Regions from separate parts of the Ovis aries genome. Here region 2 is linked to region 1. The links are chromatin contacts, called in public Hi-C maps. All regions are on one chromosome and are shown on one strand. The core of a region is the stretch at or near the end of the contact, and the rest is flanking DNA. Distances in the headings are between cores, read along the strand shown. Region 1 has its middle 13 kb from the start of IFT81. Region 2 holds the start of ANAPC7 (anaphase promoting complex subunit 7).

Region 1 (3,163 bases), core at 338-2,837:
TCTATCCTTCATAGGCATAAATAAATAAATCCTCAGTATGTTTCTTGCTGATCTATGCCCATCTTAGCACCTGCTTCTCAGGGGATCTGCGCACAGATGACTTCCATTTTGTGAAATAAGCCAGTGAAGTCTACAATCATACAAATCCAGAGTCATCTGTTAGAACAAGGAAATAGGGTTTCGCACTGTAATGTTTAGGCCCATGGGCTTTGGAATCAGAATGATCAGGGTGTAAGCCCTACTCTCCAGTGGTATGACTTTAAGGAAGTTTTATAACCCACGCTGAGTCTCTATTTCCTCATTTGTTGAAAAAAGTGATTCTCAAAAAAAAAAAAAAAAAAGTGATTCTCAACCAGAAGTCATTTGTCCTCCAGGAATATCTGACAATGTCTAGAGGTGCTTTTTGGTTGTTAGAACTGGAGGAACTGGAGGTGGGTGAGTATTGATAATGACGTCTATTGGGTAGAGGCCATGCTAAGTCGCTTCAGTTGTGTCCAACTCTGTGCGACCCCATGGACTGCAGCCTGTCAGCTCCTCCATCCATAGGATTCTCCAGGCTAGAATACTACATTGGGTTGCTATGCCCACCTCCAGGGGAATCCTCCTGACCAGTGTCTCCTACATCTCCTACACTGGCAGGCAGGTTCTTTACCACTAGCGCTACCTGGAAAACCCTGGGTAGAGGCCAGGGATGTTGGTAAGTATCCTACAGTGTGCAGAGCAGTCTCCCCAACACACACACAGCAAAGAATAATCCAACCCAAAATGTCCATAGCTCTGAGGCTGAAAACCCTGTATACAATGGAGATGGTAATGGTAGCTAATTCTAAAAGCTGTTGTAAGGATCCAGTGGGATCATATGTTCAATATCTGTCATTTCTGTTCCCCCACTCCCTTGTAAACTCCACAATGGCAGGGACTGGATGATTTAAGATCAACATTTGGTATCACTAATGACTAGAACATGGAAGGTACTAAGTAAATTATTATGAATTAAAATGCTTATCAGATGAGTGCAGATCAATAAATGGTAACTGTTATTATTATTGATGTTATTATTTTTACAATTATCATCATCATCAACACTGTCTTTTCAGACCCTGGCTCAATGCATGGGGCATAACTGGTCCTCAGTATTTGTTGAATGAGTGAATGAATGAATGCATGAGAAATGAAGGGGTATTTACTCATTAACTGCTAATTTATGTGTTTTGGAGTGATATTGGAAACTCTTGGGAACCAAGCCCTGTCTTTTTTTTTTTTTTTTTCCCAAAGAGGAATTTCTGTTCGTCAAAGAAATTACTTGAGAGGACTGAGACCACAGCCAGCCAGAGTCACGGGCCTGACTCAAAGTCATGTAGAGTTTAGGACGCACATCTTGCTTGGCTTAGGCAAAAAAGGAAAACGGGCCAGGTTTTGTGCGAACTCGCTGTGAAACAAGAGCTGTTTTCAGGGCTCAGGAACACGCTCTGTCCCATGTTTAATTTCTTCCATCTGTCTGGTATCTGACCTCTGCTGCCCTCTAAGCCATTGCCACACATTGTCTGCGCACGTTCCCATATAAGGTGATCTCTCTATTTCTTTCTCTTCCTCTCTTCCCCTCGCCCTCTCTTTCTCAGGGTTGGGCTGCCGCAGCACTTCCTCCACCCTGCTCTCTCTCGGCCTTCCCTGGCAAGCTCTGCAGTGAGGATGGATGGCTGGAGAGCGGGAAGGGGCAGGGGGCTGCCAAGGAATGTGGCAGGTTTATTTTTGTTCGGGATGCATTCTTTGCCAGGCCTGCAGTCCCCAGCCACTTGGGGATGTCACATGCTGATAAGACAGTGGGGGGTGACTGAGACCTGCGGCTCAAATCTGCAACACCCCAGGTGTGAGACATCGTCACAGAATGGGGAGGGCAGGGAGTGGGGTAGGCAGGGACTCTGAGGTCATGGGACTTGCCTCTTCCCACTGCCCTGCGCCTGATTCCGGGAAAGAAGTCTAATCCTTCAGAGAAGCAATTGCAGGAATTGAGATCTGTAACCACGTAGGGCCATCTCTGGGCAAAACCCAACATCTGTGGCTGAGTGGAGAAGAGCCAGGTGTCAGGGTGAAATTATTAGCTGTGTGACCTTGGGTAAACTGACTGACTTCTCTGACTCTCAGTTTCCTTATCTGTCAAAACAATATCAACAAATCTACTCGATAGTATTCTAGCGTCATAGTGTAATGTAAACTTCATGTGGCAGCAATTATTATCCTGTTCACTGTTGTTTCACCAGCATACAGTAGGAGCTCAAGTGTATTAAACAAATTAAGTGACATAGTTCTTTTAAATGCTCAGCACCCAGTAAATGATAACTTATTATTATTCAACAACAGATGCTTCTTAAGCACCTGTCTAGACCCAGGCCTTGATAGGTACTGGGGATATAATGGTGAACAAGACAGACAAGGTCCCTGCCCTCAGAGAACTTATATTCTAATGGGAGAGATGTGTAGTAAAGTAAATTAAATTCTGAGAGTATAAAGTGCTATAGAAGATATTAAAAAAATGAATGTGGAAGAATGTGGAGTTTTAAAATATATATATTTATTTACTTGGCTGTGTCAGATCTTAGTTGTGGCATGAGGGCTTCTCTCTAGTTGTGGGGCATGTGTTCCAGAGTAGGTGGGCTCAGTAGTTGCAGTATGCAGGCCTCGTTGCCCCGTGGCATGAGGGATCTTAGTTCCCTGGCCAGGGATCAAACCCAAGTTGCCTGCACTGGAAGGCGGATTCTTAACCACTGGACCACCAGGGAAGTCCCAGAGTGTGTTTTTTAAAACCTTTTGACTGTGACTCACAGTAAGAAATATGTTTATTCTGTGACTCAGTGAACACACATGTACGTTTACTACGCTGAAATAAAACTTTCACATAAACTGTGGTAGATTGTCTGTGAAGATGTCTACCAGGAATCTGGCGAACATCATTCCTGGTATGCACATGCCACTCCTGAGTCAAGAGGTGGAGTCTAGAGAATTCCCTGGTAGTCCAGTGGTCAGGACTCTGCACCTAATAGGGTCATGTGACTTCCTTTGACCAATAGAATGTGATGGAAATGACACTGTGCTTGTTCTGGGCCTCAGCTTTAAGAGGCCTGGTGGCTTTCACTTTTATTCCCCTACTATACAGCTGCCATGTAAA
Region 2 (2,966 bases), core at 51-2,550, 250 kb after region 1:
ATGGTGATCATTTCACAGTATATACAAATAACAAATCATCATATTGCACATCTGAAACTAACAAGTCAAAGATATCTCAAACAAACAAACAAAAAGTGATGTATAATATACAACAGGGTAAAGAGATAGAATGCTGAGGGCCAGGAACAATTCTGACGGCCAGACAAGAGTTCTCTAGGAAGGATATCTGAGTTGAAACCTAAAGGAGGGAGCTCTGAGTTGGACTCCAAGCAGAATGGTAAACGCAAAAGCCCTGAGCTGAGAAAGACCTTGGGGTGTTCAAGTAACAGAAGAGCATAACCAGGGAAGCGAATACAGAGAGCAGAGTAGGTAAGACTGAGTCGGAGAGAGCTCTTTGCCTTCATAGGCCGTGGGAAGAAATTTTCATTTAAACACAATGAAAAATTTAAGCAAAGGGGCAAGCAGTCAAGGCTAGAAATAACCCACCGCTTCATCCGCAATGTGTGCTAAGTCACTTTACTCGTGTCGGACTCTTTGCAATCCTATGGACTATCTGAAAACGTCAAAGGGTCACTGCGGGTCCTTAAAAACGCGCCACTCCCACCCACCCAGGAAGTCTCCCGTCTTCAGGTGTTTGCGCGAACGAGAAAGCAAATGCTACTGATACACTCAAGGGGAAAAGAAAAATCAACCTCAGACGTGGGACGAGGATCTAAAACTAAAAACGAAGTATTTTAATCAGGGGCCAGGACAAGGCTTCTTTGAGCCTGGGCGAGAGAAAACGTTCTTCGGGAAGAGAGGAGTCAGCCCAGAGATGTGACTGTCGCTCTGACCGGCGACAGTGCCTTAGCGAACCCTCTGCTTCCAACTTCCTGGAAATCTTAGCCAGGGTCATTCTCAGAGCCTCGGCCTTCATTTCTCCAAGCAGCCGCTCGCCGCATCTCCCGCAGGGAGCGCGTCCCAGCGCCCTGCACAACGCGGGGACCCGGCGAACTCAACTTGCGTTCCTAAGCCTGCTGCGCCCGACAAGGCCCTTGCTGACCTCGGAACCTCAGCCGGGAGCCCGCATCCGCTCCTTCCCGCCAATGCCCAGGCCCCCACAGTCCCCGCTCCCAAACCGGCGCCACTTTCTCCAGAGACCCAGGCCGCTCCCCGCCTCAACTCACGGGTTGTTATTACTCATTGTAAGTAACAAGCTGCTGAGGAGCCGCACGTTGGAATGCAGCCCCGCGGCCGCCATGTCTCGCACATGGTCTATCACATTCATTCTGCCCAGAAAGGCCGCAGATAGCGGCGGCGGCAGCGCGAAAAGCCGGCTGAAGCTCCTTGGGGAAGAGTCCAAAATGGCGGCCTCACCCGGGTCCATCGGGTCTACACGCGGCCCCGCCCCCAGAGTAATAGGCAACTACTTAAATGCCTGAGGAACAACAACGACAAAAAAACCTCCGTTCCTTCCGTGCCAAGTTCCCTGTGAGGTGGTACAATTTAGTTTGGGATTTTTTGGTTTGTTTTTAGCAAAAGTTACATCATTTTAAGTTGTAACCTTTCCTGAAGGCTTACAGCTGGCTGGGGACAAAAGGCACTTCAGGATCAACTGAAATTAGACTTAAAATTAATTAAAATGTATTAACATTTATCATAAATAAAAACTAATATTCTAGTAGGGTGCGGAGGGAAAATCTCCAACAGTTGGAATTAAATATCTTAATCAGGCGCCAGGGGCAGTCCTAACTGCTTTAACGGTCTCGCCCGAGCTCTAAGAGCCACGCCCCCTCCTCTCAGGTGTTGTGTCTGTAGTACCTGCGGGAGTCAGGCTTCGCTCTTTGGGGACCAAAGGGCGTTTTTTGACCCTGTGAAATTAGTCGTTAGCTCAGAGTGAATCAACAGCAGGTTGAGTTTTAGCCTATGAGTGCAGTGTTATCTTATTGTGATTTTAATTTGCCATTCTCTAGTGATTTGTGAAACTGAGCATGTTCTCATATGCTTCTTTGGTGAAGTATCTATATAGATCTTTTGTCTGGTTTTAGTCTTTTTTCTTTTTGCTGCCCCAAGAAACTTGTGGGATTTTAGTTTCCTGACCAGTGATTGAGACTGGGCCTTCATCAATGAGAATAGGGACTCCTAATCATTGGACCTCCAGGGAATTCCCAGGGTGTTCCTGGTCTTATTGTTCAGTTTGAAGGGTTCTTTGTGTATTTTGGATAGCACCTCTTTATCAGATTTTATCAGAAAATATTTTCTAGTCTGTGGCTTTTCTCAGTCTCTTGACCACTCCTATTGTATTCTCAGTAATAGCCCTGAAATAAGATGACCAACAATAATGGTCAGAAAAGAAACAGTGAAAATAGTTGGGAGTGGGGTTGAAGGAGAAAAACATTGCTTTATTGCTTTGCCAGGCAAAGGGGGACACAATGGGTTCCTGTCTGGAAAAACTGTGGATTTGATGAGGAATTTTATAACTATTCAAATGTAGGACTGCTGATAAGAACAGAATGTGTACTCCTTTAATCTGGTCTCACCTAATCTTAATGAGCGTCTTTGGTTCCTGGCCTCAGGTGGTTTTTTGCTATGAAGAACACTGACATCTTCCATTTGTTGGGTCTTAATTCTGGTCTCAGGACTTAATGAAGCTCAGGTTCTTGATGTCTCATGGTAGAATTCAGTGTGAGACAAAGTGATAGGCAAGAAGTGGATTTATTCAGAGAAAAACATTCCACAAAGTGTGGGGGCTACCTCAGAAGGTGAGAGCAACTGGCTACACACCAATATAAAATAAAAACAAACAAAGAACTGCAAAGAAATCTGAAGCTTTCTTAATATGGTAATCATTAGCTTCAGAATCATACTATGTATTACATATGCATATGGTATAATAATATTACTACCATTATAAATTAGTATAAAGCAAATTACAAGTATATTAATGATAACAGAAACCAAGATTTTCATTGAAAGATAAAAGAGAAATAAGATTTTTTAAAAAGTCAAGAGCAGCATTATTTTAT

The links. A called contact is a pair of places that touch in the nucleus more often than the background predicts.
Region 2: a contact with region 1 is called in a Hi-C map of mixed tissues, with 5 times the contacts expected there. The contact joins the promoter of ANAPC7 here to the enhancer-like site in region 1. A contact is called at or near these places in 8 of 16 Hi-C or Micro-C datasets (blood, hypothalamus, liver and 3 more).

Annotation. Positions count from the first base shown.
Region 1 is chr17:54,086,489-54,089,651 of ARS-UI_Ramb_v3.0, forward strand. No RefSeq gene overlaps it. Among named protein-coding and RNA genes, the nearest start is that of IFT81, 13 kb to the right of the region's middle. Within about 2 kb of position 1,588, at least 23 of the 54 cell types and tissues checked have an H3K27ac peak or open chromatin away from gene starts, as enhancers often do. A contact at or near this core is called in muscle and tail adipose tissue, where this site is marked.
Region 2 is chr17:54,339,190-54,342,155 of ARS-UI_Ramb_v3.0, forward strand. ANAPC7 (anaphase promoting complex subunit 7) reads right to left here and starts at 1,301. Exons shown (of 14, transcript XR_009597020.1): 1 at 1,128-1,301.